Regions from separate parts of the Sus scrofa genome. Here region 1 is linked to region 2. Evidence: chromatin contacts called from public Hi-C data. All regions are on one chromosome and are shown on one strand. Each heading gives the region's core, a stretch centred on a gene start, on an enhancer-like site or on the middle of the called end of the contact. The rest is flanking DNA. Distances are from core to core; before and after follow the strand shown. Region 1 holds the start of IL6ST (interleukin 6 signal transducer). Region 2 holds the start of DHX29 (ATP-dependent RNA helicase DHX29).

Region 1 (6,290 bases), core at 2,570-5,069, 670 kb before region 2:
CCCTTCTCTCTCTCTCTCTCTTTTTTTTTTTTTTTTTTTCTTTTTAGGGCCACATCTGCAGCATATGGAAGTTCCCAGGCTAGGGGTCAAATCAGAGCTGCAGCTGCTGGCCTACACCACAGCCACAGCAATGCTAGATCCAAGCCGCATGTGGGACTTACACCACAGTTCACAGCAACACCAGATCCTTAACCCACTAAGCAAGGCCAGGTATTGAACTTGCATCCTTATAGATACTAGTCAGCTTCATTTCTGACAAGCCACAATGGGAACTCTCCCCTTTTCTACTTTTAAGAGAATAAGGAGTTCTCATTGTGGCTCAGCAGGTTAAGGACACAGTATAGTCTTTGTGAGGATGTGGATTCGATTCCCAGTCTCACTCAGTGGGTTAAAGATCTCAAACTGCAGCAAGCTGTGGCATAGGTTGCAGATGTGGCTTGGCTCCACTGTTGCTCTGGATGTGGCACAGGCCTCAGCTGCATCTCCAATTCAACCCCTAGCCTGGGAAGTTCCATATACTGCAGGTGGGCCATAAAAAAGAAAGAAAGAGAGAAAGAAAGAAAGAAAGAAAGAGAAAGAAAGGAAGAAAGGAAGGAGAGAGAGGGAGGGAGGGAGGGGGAGAGAGGAAGGCAGGCAGGCAGGCAGGCAGGAGGGAGGGAAGAAGAGAGGAAAATACAAGGAAAAAAAGAAAAAAAATGAATTAAAAAAAAAAAAAAGATGGTTCTTCTTCTCAGGCAGTACCAGAAGAAATGGATACTCACAAATTGTTTTTCCAGGGAATAATAAAACAAGGTTCTACACTACGAGTAAATGGTCAGGACAGGGCTGCTAGTTCAAAGAAAAGGGAAATGGGAAATAGTATTGACAAGGTAAATATGGCTGAAGGATGAGGGAATTGAAGACAGGAGTGAGAGTACAGCTAAAATGGTTGATAAAAGGGTTCTCAGAGTTTAGGAAGATAAGAGGAGGTGGGAAATAATGGATAAACTACGAGAACAAAGACTGGAGGACACACTGAGGACAAACTACAGACTCAGTAGGAGTGAGTGAGAGAGGTAGAAGGGTAGGAGGCTGTGGGTAGAGAGAGAAACTCACAATCCAAAATTTTGCAGGTGGAGTAATTTCATCTGATGACTGGCTTCAAGGTGTGGCTCCATCTATGGGTTCCTGATACAGAGTAAAGTTGAAGCTGACTGAAAAAGAGAAGGATGAGAAATTGTGAGGTCAGGGTGCTAACTGAGTCATTATCATGGCTGCTGATATCATTAGGTTGATGCAGGCCATGGCTGACAGAGTTCCAGAAACACAACTGGGCACAGGCAAGGAAGTAAATGGCTATCTGGGAGTTCCCGTCCTGGCTCAGTGGTTAACGAACCCGACTAGGAACCACGAGGTTGTGGGTTTGATCCCTGGCCTTGCTCAGTGGGTTAAGGATCCGGTGTTGCCGTGAGCTGTGGTGTGGGTCTCAGACAGCTCAGATCTGGCGTTGCTATGGCTCTGGTGTATGCCGGCAGCTACAGCTCCAATTAGACCCCTAGCCTGGGAATCTCCATATGCCCACATGCCATGGGAGTGGCCCTAGAAAAGGCAAAAAGACCAAAAAAAAAAAAAAAAAAAAAAGTAAATGGCCATCCTGGTCAGGGCCAGATTTATGTAAATAGCAAGGCAGGCAAAGTTTGTCTTCAACCTTTATAACCTTTGCTCTGTAGCATTTTCTCCTAGTTTTGTTCATGTACTCTCAAGTAATCTGTATCCTCATGTAGGTCTCTCACTGTACAGGTTCCCTACTCTCTGCTTCTGACATATCTAAAATCCCAAATAAGTATCAAAACACAAACAGAAATTTCCCAATTGATAGTCACTTTTCTTTCTTATCCTTGCATTTTGACAGGGCATTCTAATGATAAATCCTTATCCTGAAAGTGATTGTTTCATGGATCAGTAGTATCTGCAAAGTAAAGTAATTCCAGCCAAGGGGAGACACGCTCTTGCTGTCCTAAAAAATCTTTCTCCAATATCGATTCATTAGCCTAAGACTCTAACCATCCCCACAAAATGAGAGTTTCTTATGGGTTAGTGTTAGCAAACACAAAGATATTCACAAAAGAACTAACTCAGTCCTTTGCATCCCTCACCAGTGTACAAGGCAGGCTAGTGTGCTGTGAGATATGATCCCCTGTAGCTACTCCCTATGCCAGAGAAGTGCCATCATTTTCAACATATACTGTGATAAGAGAGATTGGGAAAGCATTGACATAGTAGATATTCAATAATGATAACAGCTGTCATTTATTGAGTACCTACTGCTATATGCCAAGCACTTCATGTATTTTAGCTCATTTAATACTTGCAGTAGTCCTGTTAGGTTGGTACCATTATTCTCATTTGATTGATGAAGAATCTTGAGAAGACCTGCCCAAGGTCACAGACATGGGAAGTACCAGTACCAGGATTCAAATCAGGCAGCTTGAAACCAGAAGGTACACTTAACCACATGGCCCCTACATAAATGTCTGCTAGATCTAAATAAAAATTTAATGTATCAACATTTTATAAGAGTTTGTTTTAAAATAAACACCCCCATCAACAGCAGAACTAGAATACAATCCAGTCAGTTTCTGCAGGTTAGGTATAGGGTGATAGGGAGCCACATCAGCTGAACACAATGGAGTGTTCTCTCTCCTGGACTGCCATCCCCAAGCCTGCCTAGGACTCCCTTAGCCCTAGACACATAGCAGGCCCACTTTCCTGTGTCTTATAAAATTATCTGATCAACTAAGAAATCATAATTCCATCTATGTTTTACCCTATCTGAATCGTCAGTATAATGAAGAACCTTATAATTGTCTGTTAATTTATGGGTATAATTTGTTCAAGTCCATTAAAACATTATTGTCCTCGTATAGCCTGCCATTCTTCCACAAAAGGCCCTGGCCTTGGGTGTGTTTCTACACACACACACACACACACACACACACACACACACACATCCCGCTTATCTTTGAGGCTTCTCATCTAATTCTCGAAAAAAAAAATATCAAAGTGAGCCTGAAGGTCCCTTTTCCAGACCAGAGGAGGGGAAGAGGGGGATTGTTAATGGAACTGATTTTTACTCTGTAGTTCTGTAACAGATTGGGAGGTACAAACTGCAAGAAAAACTAGTTTCTTGGCGTGTCACCAAACCTGGGGTTCACCGATCAATCACATCCAAACTCATTTACTGACTTAGAAATATACATCGTGGCAAGGTTGGTTTACATAAGGACTTGGACCGAAGCCGCCGCCACTATCTGCGGTAATCTCCTGTGGAGTCATGGCCACCTTCCCTGAGGAGCTCCCACGCCTCCCCGATCCCCAAAGACACCCGGCGGTCCCTCCCGGCTCTGAGTCCCTTGGGGAAGGCCTCGAAGGGAGTCCGAAGGGAAGCCGAGAGAAGGGAGGGCGGCAGGGGCGGGCAGCACCCGGGCTTCAGTTCACGACCCCGTTATTCCACGGAAAAATGGAACATTCCGCTCCTTCCGCCTGCAGAGGGGAGGTGGGGGGAACCCTTCGATCTCGCCTGGGAGAGGCGACGCGGGCGCAGTCACCGGAATCCGGGACGCCGGGAACCGCGTTACGGGAATTGCAGCCTCTCGGAGTGCCGCCCCATCGTCTTCGGGCGGCCGTTGAGCCAATGCCGGGGCGCGCCGGGTCTCGCGGGGGCCAATCAACGTACAGATCCCAAATCCGGGGGCGGGGCGTGACAGGGCGCCGCGGGGCGGGGTCAGGGGGCGCTTCGCCCCGCCACGGGAGGAGGGCCGCGTGCCGCGTCTGCGGGAAGGAGCGGAGCTCTAGCAGTCGTCCAGGCAGAGCGCCGACAGGCCCGCGGAGCCGCGCGGGGAACGCCCGGTCGCAGCTGAGCTGGGCCGCGGCTGCTGGCCAGAGGGCCCGGCCGGGCCTGGGGCGGAGGGAACCTACGCTACCGGGGACCTGGAGGAGCGAGGCACCGCGGCCTGAGAGGTGAGGAGAGGCCGTGGCCAGTTGAAGGGCCGTGTAGCGGGAGGGTGAGGGCCGAGTCGGGGCGGACGGGCCAGAGGACTGGCACCCGAGGAGGCCACCCTTTCCCGAGAAAGAGGGGCGCCCCGACAACGAACTCCCCAAACTTCTTGTTACCCCAGCCTGGAAATCCCCACATTCCTTCCTCTCCCTGTTTCCACACCTCCGAATTTGATCTCCACGACTTTGTCACCTAGATTTTTCATCCCTAAGTACAAAACTCACCTCCGGCGCGTGTGCACGCACACACACCCCACACCCTTCTTAAGCCCCCGCCCCCAAACGGCCTTCTGGACCTTACTCCTTTTTGGTTACCAAATCCTCACTTTTCCCCAGTTGCCTTTCCATCTCCCCTTATTCCACTGGCCCCGCACTTGACTCTTCATTTTCTACTCGGAAGTTAATTTTCTTTCCAAAGCCATCTTTTCATCCTTAAATTGTAATGTTTAAACGTTACTGAAAGTTCCTACCATACTCATAAAAATTCCGAACTTAACATCTCTTTTTCTTCTTTTGATCGATTACATGTCCCGACCCTAATGAACCCCACAGACCGCTGTATCCTAAAGGCGCCGAATACGGTCTTTAAAAATTGCACCCTTCCCCCAAGCTTAAAGGTTATTCCAAGCAGGGTTCTGTTTTAAAGTATTTTTTCAAAGTGGAAAAAAACCCACAGTTTAAAAATAAGATCTGCCACCTTTGTTCTTTTTTTTTTTTTTCCTTCAGAACGAAACCCATTTCGGTTTAATTTGTGTAGTATTTGAGTGATTATACTGCTTTAAAATAATTAATTGTTAGAACGCCAGGATGAATATTCTAAAAGATTGGAGTGTTTGGTTTAGTCAGTGCTGTAAACAAACCCTTTAGACTGTGTGACTGCCAGCTTCAAGTTGGAGCAACTCTTAATTTGAAATTACTGACTCAGAACATCATTTGAGCTGTTCGCCATTATCATGGTTTCTTAAATTCATATTCATTCCTATTTGGAAGTAGTTTAAAACTATAAACTGGAGTACTACATTTATAGAACCAACTTGCTATTAAATTAAATTATGTTTTCCAAATGTTTCTCTCTTTGGGGATAATTTTGAACACTTGTTTTTAATTACAAATGGAAGGAAAAAAATTACAGGATGGAGAAAGTGTCAGAAAAGGATAGATTTTGTAGTAGAATTTTTCCTCCATCCCAGTTTGGAATATTGACAATACTATACATGTTTACTTTTCTCATAGGTAGTTTAGAATATTACAAATACACAACTAATTTAAAAAATTTTTTTCTTGGTTTTTTATTGCCGTATAGTTGATATACAGTGTTGTGTTAATATGTTTTCTTATGTAATGAAAAATCTGTTCAGTTTTTTATGAATTGCTGTGTTTTCAGTTTATTTAAAATTTTTCCAAAGGAATTTGCATTTCAGCTAAATGTTAGGGTGGATGTTGACTATCATATACCTGTGAAGTAGGTGTTACAGTAGCTGCCTTATAGAGAACGAAACTGAAGCTCAGGGTTCCTGTGAAAACTAGTTCTGTGTAATTCCAAATCCTGTACTTTCAGTCAGTCATGTAGTCATGCTGACATATTTCTCATAGAGGATCCAGTGCTACAATTTGGTTTGGTAACTTAAGAACGCCCCATAACTTCTGCAGGAAGGGTTTTTTTTTTTTTTTCTCTCAGAAGCTATTTCATAGCAGCTTATTTTAATGGGAGTCAGAATTCCCTGGCGCTAATACATTTGCCGCTTGGCTCTTAGAGAAGGATGGAATGTTCTCACAGTCTTCTCCATTTCTTTGATTGCAAAGACATTTTGATCAGAGCTGAAGTTTCTACTGAACTTTATTTTTCATAATAAATGCTAAGCATTTAGTACTGACTATAGGAACTCACAAAGATATGTGGTTTACAGAAATTGAGTGGACAAGCATTTTGCAAAAAATGACAAGGATGTAGGACAGTTTTAATTAAATGTGGTGTGATACAGAAGATGCTATGTATGTTTAAATCAGGGAATTATTATATAAGGGTTGAATTGATCAAAGTATTTACCAGAGGTCAGCCTTGAAACCTGGGTAAGATTTGGATAAAGGGACAATTGAAGGGAGACCATTCCAAGTGGAAAGGGTCAGAAATGATCAAAGTATAGTAACTATAATAGCCAATACATGTGTAATGCTTATTTTGTGTCACTGTTTTGAACACTTTGCTTGTATTTATTTAATCCTTGTAACCTTATGAGTAGAGCTTACCCTCTTTT
Region 2 (6,625 bases), core at 3,350-5,849:
ATGTTCAAGTAGCCCTTATTTTACCTAATAATGACTCCAAAGTGCAAGAGTAGTGCTGCTGGCAATTTGGATATGCAAAACAGAAGCTGTAAAATGCTTACTTTAAGTGAAAAACTGAAAGTTGCCAACTTATACATTGTTATAATTTTTATATTAGTTATTTTAATTTATTGTGCCTAACAACTTATAAGTTATGTTTTATCCTAAGTATATATGTATGCATAGGAAGAAACATACTACATACAGGGTTTGTTTAGTATTTGCAGTTTCAGGCATCCACTGGTGTTCTTAAAACCTATCTCCCTCACATAAAAGGAGGGGGTACTAATTAATATACATTGGATAGTACAGCTCTACATAAAAGAACAATTTACAATAAATACTTGAGGGCAGAGAAGCTAGTTAAACAACAGGATAAGAAAGCAAATTCAGAATATGGGAAACTATATGGACAAATGCACTGGTTTCTCCTCTCACCCATCCCTCTAAAAGAAATTAGTGGCATAAGGAAAAAATAAGGAGACTGCTGTAAAATAAAAAATTTAAGGGATACAACAAACAGTATATGGACTTTGTCTGGATCCTGATTCAAATAAACCATTTCCAAAAATATACCTTAGAGACAACAGGGAAAATCTCTCTCTGGATTGACTATTCAATGACATTAAAGATTTACTGTCAATTTTGTTGGATATAACAATGGTATGACAGCTATGTTGGAAAAGAAAATCATTATCCAAAAGAAATTCAAACTGAAATATTTAGGGAGAAGTAACATGATTAGCGGCACTTGATTTATAGGAAAAAAAAAAGTGGGGTACGCAGACTGACCATGACCTGATATAACTGAAGCTGAACTATTTGAACATGGAGTTTTTCATATTATTCTCTTAGATAATTCTCATATTACAAGGTTTTGGTTTTTTTTTTTAAAGCATCCAGTTGGCATACAGTGTTTTGTTTTTTTTTTTTTGTTTTGTTTTGTCTTTTGTCTTTTTAGGGACACACCTGCGGCATATGGAAGTTCCCAAGCTAGGGGTTGTGTCCAAGCTGCACCTGCCAGTCTATGCCACAGCAAAGCCAGATCAGAGCTATGCTGCAACTTGCAGCAATGCCAGATCCTTAACCCATCGCATGAGGCCAGGGATCGAACCCACAACTTCATGGATACTAGTCAGGTTCTTAACCTGCTAAGCCATCATGGGATCTCCTGGTCTAGAATATTAAATTCACAGGACAAGATCCTCTGAAGTCCCATGATTTGCCCTCTTGTGTTATACAAATTGAATGGAAATCTTGCCATACACAGTGATCATTAATACAAATAATTATGGTACTATGACAGTTGGAATCAGGCAAATTGGATTTTTCCCTAAAAATACCTAGAAGTCTAGGCCTAGCTAGAAGTCTTTATAGTAAATGAAGTCCCTCAAATTACTCATGTTCTATATTTTCTTGTTTCCCTTCTCTAACATTCACGTTTCCTAATAAAATTTGGAAGGTTGTGGAATCAGCTTACCCTAAGACACTGCAAAGTGAACTTTAACCTAGCAAATTTAAAGCAGTGTACCTGCCACAGTGGGAAATTACTTTATAACATCACAGTTGCCCATCAAACTACAGCAATCATTAATTATTCCTATTCAGAAAAAAAAAATAATCTGTCCTTTCTCATTTTCCCTGAGTTCTCCAAAACTGCTACACCCTCTAATTCAATGACAGAGAAAGACTATTTTTCTTCTTTGTTCCATTCTTACTTGACATTTCCCACTCCTGACTGTTCTGCTCTTTCTCTAATCTCTATGTTATGTGTGGGAAAATTATACTTTCCCACAGGAACCTCCACTTCAAGTAGTACTAATTCAAAATAACATCCAAATATATACCTTCAGTGCCAGTATTGCTCCAAACCTAGATTAAAATTGCCCAAGGGACACTCCCAACATTGGCATACTACTATCATTTCACTTTGTCTCAGGTCAAATTAATTTCCAAATCAAAATCTCTTCTAAATTTCCCTATTTTTCTTTTCCTTGACATCTAAATTCAAAATCTCTTTTGACCACCTTTCTATTATTCTCCTTAATAAGGCCTAGCAATTTTTTCCTTCACATTTTATGTCTTTCCTTCTTTCTGACACCTCCTGAGATGAGGTCCTTACAATCTTGTAATTAGATAACTGAAATACTTCCTAATTTACTATCAGTGTCTTTCCTCTTTCAACACACTGACAAGCATTACCAAGTTAATTTTCCTAAACTATCACTCTTTCCAGCCTCCAAGTTAGGAAAAAAACACATGTTCACTTGGGTTTTAAAAATGAAATCAAGGAGTTCCCGTCGTGGTTCAGTGGTTAACGAATCCGACTAGTAACCATGAGGTTGCAGGTTCGCTCTCTGGCCTTGCTCAGTGGGTTAACGATCCGGCGTTGCCGTAAGCTGTGGTGTAGGTTGCAGACGCATCTCGGATCCCGAGTTGCTGTGGCTGTGGGCTTCGTCCGGTGGCTACAGCTCCAATTGGACCCCTAGCCTGGGAACCTTCATATGCCGCGGAAGTGGCCTGAGAAATGACAAAAAAAAAGAAATCAAGGAGTTCCCACCTTGGCGCAGCAGAAACGAACCCGACTAAGAACCATGAGTTGTAGGTTTAATCCCTGACCTTGCTAAGTGGGTTAAGGATCCGGTGTTGCGTGAGCTGTGGCGTAGGTCGCAGACGCGGCTCGGATCTGGCGTTACTGTGGCTCTGGCATAGGCCGGCAGCTGTAGCTCCGATTAGTGCCCTAGCCTGGGAACCTCCATATGCCGCTGGTGTGGCCCTAAAAAGACAAAAGACAGAGAGGAAAAAAAAGAAAGAAAGAAAAAGAAATCAAAACTCATCTGCTTGCTACTCAAGGCTCTTCATAACCCCAAACCGATTTATTTTCAGCCTTATATCTTGTAGTCCCTAAGCAAACACTCCTTCTAGCCCAATTTGTGCTACTAAAAAAGAAAAAAAAAAATCGTAATCAATAAAGAATCATTTCCTCAAACCCAGAATAGTATCTTGTATAGAAGGGTCTCTGGACATCACAAATAGGTATCTCGTTCCTGAAGTTGTGGATTTTTTTTTTTTTTTTTTTTGGTGCCATTTCTTGGGCCGCTCCCGCGGCATATGGAGGTTCCCAGGCTAGGGGTCCAATTGGAGCTGTAGCCACCGGCCTACAGCCACAGCAACGCGGGATCCAAGCTGCGTCTGCAACCTACACCACAGCTCACCGCAACGCCGGATCCTTAACCCACCGGGGGGGTGGGTCGAACCCGCAAACCTCATGGTTTCTAGTCAGATTCGTTAACCACTGAGCCACGACGGGAACTCCTCTTTCCTTAAGTTTTATTGCACTTAACTATATGTACAGCTCATTGTAGTTCAAGCTCCTACTAACTGTAAGGTATGTATCTGTTCTACCTCCTTACCTCGACTAAAAATTCCCTAAGAGCAAAATCATGTCTAACGTAGCATCTCTTAGGAATCTCCCTCAAGATCAAGAGTAAACTTTATTCATTATTAATGAGTTACCTTACTTTAATTCAAGCTTCGAGGACCAGTAAATTTTAATATTTTTCTTAATAAAATCCAAGAAAGCCAGCATTTGAGAATCTACCATGTGCTAAAAGCACCGTTAGGCGCTTTAAACATATCGCATTTAACCCTCACAAAACCCCTAGTGGTTGGCCCTATCATCTCATGATGAGCAAGAACATTACTAATTTCTCTCTTATGTTGTTATTTGCCCCTTCCGCTCCAAGTCAATCCAAGTCACATTATCGAAACTCCCTACCCCTTCACTCAATTCGTTTCTCGAATATTAAAGGCTCTGGGCCCAGTACTGTGCCGGTGCTAGGAGTACAGAAGCTAAGGAACAGCTTACAGCTTACCTGTCCTCACGACCCCACAGCGCAGACAGGTGTAGGTAGTCACGCCAACGCGGGGGTAAAGGAAATGCAGCGGAACGCTGTCTGCGGCCGCCCGGGAAGGCCAAAACCCGCGCCTCCCAAAACCAACTTTCCTCCCCCACTTCCAACATTTCTCTCAACCCCCTTCACTTCCCGACGCTGCTAACGTACACCCACTTTCTCGTGGTCTTCAAGAGTGTCCGATTTTCTTCCCTCAGCGCTGAGAGGGAAAAAAAGACATCTCGGACATCTTCCTTACCCGGCCTTTTCTGCAGACCCTGGTGGCCCCTTCCATTTCCCCTTCTCCTTCTCCTTGTCTTTTTTGGTTCCGGGCGCAGTGGTCGAGTCGTCCTCAAACACGCTGAAGAGCTCATCCCCGAAAGCGTCCGCCATCTTTCGGAGTTGTGAGACCAAATCTCGCTCTTACCCACGATGCCCCGCAACCGCGCCGACGGTGACGCCAAGGGAAGCCGCAACAGGGGCCCGTAGGAGACAAAATTAGTTGAGTCGCACAGCCCTCAAGGCTTCTTTTTTCCCTTTTGGACCTTTTTTCCCTCTTTGGACCTTTCTTTTCCTTTCCAACCACTAGCGGACGCGCATCTCCGAAGCTGAAGTGGCAGCGCGGCGGCGGTTCCCGGCCCGCAGCTGATCCCTAAAGGGGCGGAGAGGAGGCGGGACCTTGGGGAATCGGGCCAATTGAGAAGCAGCGGTCGTTCCGGCCGGAGGAGCCCGGATGGAGGACGCAAGGTGGCGGCGTGGGACTGGGGGAATGTGAACAAACCTTGGAGGCGGTGCGGGAGTGGTATCGGGATCAGACCAGAGCTGTGATTCTGCCACTGCTGCAACATGGGCGGCAAGAACAAGAAACACAAGGCTCCGGGTGCCGCGGCGGTCCGGGCCGCCGTGTCTGCTTCCAGAGCCAAATCCGCCGAGGCCGGAGCTGCGGTGGAGGCCCAAAACAAGAAGCCTGTGGCCAGACAGCCCCCCGCCGCTGCTGCCAGCAACAGGGAGCCCCGAGTAAAGCAAGGTATGAGCTGTCGGGCGCCAGGATCTGGCCCTAGGGGGAAGCCTTCGCACCTGGGCGAACCCTTGGTCTCAAAATTTCTGTCTTCCGCAGCCACAGTTGCTGGCTCCGTATCAGGCAGCCTTGTTTTAGATCAGTGTAAGCTGTTAGGGCCTCCAGAGTTCCGACGGTAGCGCCCCCCAACCTAACCTCCACTTTTTCTAATTCTGTGAACTAAGTAAAAATTGCATTAGCTCCCGTTTCATCAGCGATCAGTCTTGAGCCATCATCTAAACTAGCGACTCGCATGCAGAGAATACTGTCTGGAGTTATTAACCTCCTGGAGCCAGACCCATTTATTTACCTCCTCCTCAACCTCTTCAGCCACGATGTAGTGTTTCCACGTGCTATGTAAAAATCAGTACTTAATAAGAATTGCAGCACTTGCACACCGAATATGGATATAACCTGTTGTAAAATTATCAGCGATCTTTACCACAGCATTGCATTTTTGCTTATTGTGCCATTTGATTTGATAACTCAACTTGGAGATTGCCGGTTCTGGCTGCAGATCAGCAGGCCACTATTACAGCTGATTTCAAAAGATAAACAGTTATACACTATTTTGTTCTGCTTAGCTTGTCTTAGTTCTTATTGAAATGTTTAGCCAACAAATATTTATTTAAAACCTACTTTGTATCTGGCACGATGTTAGGGATGGGATGAGCAAAATAGGCAATCTCTCCCGGAGCTTGCCCGTCTAATGGCGGACACAGACCTGAAGTAATCGCACAGACATCGTTCTATAAGTGCCACAAAGAAAAGCTAAGTAAGAGAATTTAACAGGGTAACCCAGTTTTTACTGAGGAGGAGGAGGGATCATTCACGGTCTCTTTGAGAAAGTGACTGTTAAGCTAAGATCCAAAGGGTGAATAGGTGTAAACTCTATAAAGAAGGGGGGAAATAGTATTCCCGGCAGAGATAAGGAAAACGGTGTGCAGAGATCTTGAGTCAGAAAAGAGCATTGGCCTTTGAGATCTCAGAATGTAAGCATTGTCTAAGGAGAAGATGAGACTGAAGTAGGCAGGTAACAAACTTTCACCTAGAAGGTGGATAATAATCTGTGCTCTGCAATTTACTGTAACTTTTTAACTACAAAGTTATGCCTGCAATTACAGATACAAAAAATTTCTCCTTGTGTATTCTGCGGCGTTTTTATTCTGAGTCAGCCTCTTTCTGACTTCCTTTGTCTTTCCTGATATTCCTCTGAATTCTTTGAACTTTCTCATAGCCATTTATTGTATTCTTTGGTTTCCCATTCCCCCAGCCCCCAAAAGTGACCGTTACCGAAGTGTCATTCTGTGACAGTATGCTTTCCTCTTTACAGACCTTCTATGAGAGTTTATCTACTTCCATTACTTCTTCTGTCTTTTCCTTTGTAGATGACTCCTCAAGCAACATGTCCAATCCTGGTCTCTATTCCAAGCTCAAGTCAGCCATTTCTACATTTATTTGGACACTATTTTGCAAGCATCTCAAATTTAACATGGCTAATACTAAACTACACTTCCCAGCCCGCCCCCACCCCTACTCCCACCCCCAGTAGCTTCTCCTCTGACTTCTTTCTCTTTTTACATATTCCTCTTTATCCCATGTCAATAGTTATTTTTTTGTGCCTTTCTTTCTTTTC

What was found. A called contact is a pair of places that touch in the nucleus more often than the background predicts.
Region 1: a contact with region 2 is called in a Hi-C map of skeletal muscle, with 5 times the contacts expected there. The contact joins the promoter of IL6ST here to the promoter of DHX29 in region 2. A contact is called at or near these places in 4 of 47 Hi-C or Micro-C datasets (heart right ventricle, liver and skeletal muscle) and 1 of 2 datasets of contacts at active chromatin or transcription factors (skeletal muscle).

The regions. Positions count from the first base shown.
Region 1 is chr16:35,149,317-35,155,606 of Sscrofa11.1, reverse strand. It overlaps IL6ST (interleukin 6 signal transducer), which reads left to right and starts at 3,819. Exons shown (of 16, transcript NM_001097432.1): 1 at 3,819-3,999. It overlaps LOC102168151 (a long non-coding RNA gene), which reads right to left. Exons shown (of 3, transcript XR_002339581.1): 3 at 636-1,193.
Region 2 is chr16:34,476,207-34,482,831 of Sscrofa11.1, reverse strand. DHX29 (ATP-dependent RNA helicase DHX29) reads left to right here and starts at 4,599. Exons shown (of 27, transcript XM_013984775.2): 1 at 4,599-4,959. The coding sequence starts at 4,779. SKIV2L2 (superkiller viralicidic activity 2-like 2) reads right to left here and starts at 4,605. Exons shown (of 27, transcript XM_003133964.6): 1 at 4,192-4,605. The coding sequence starts at 4,325.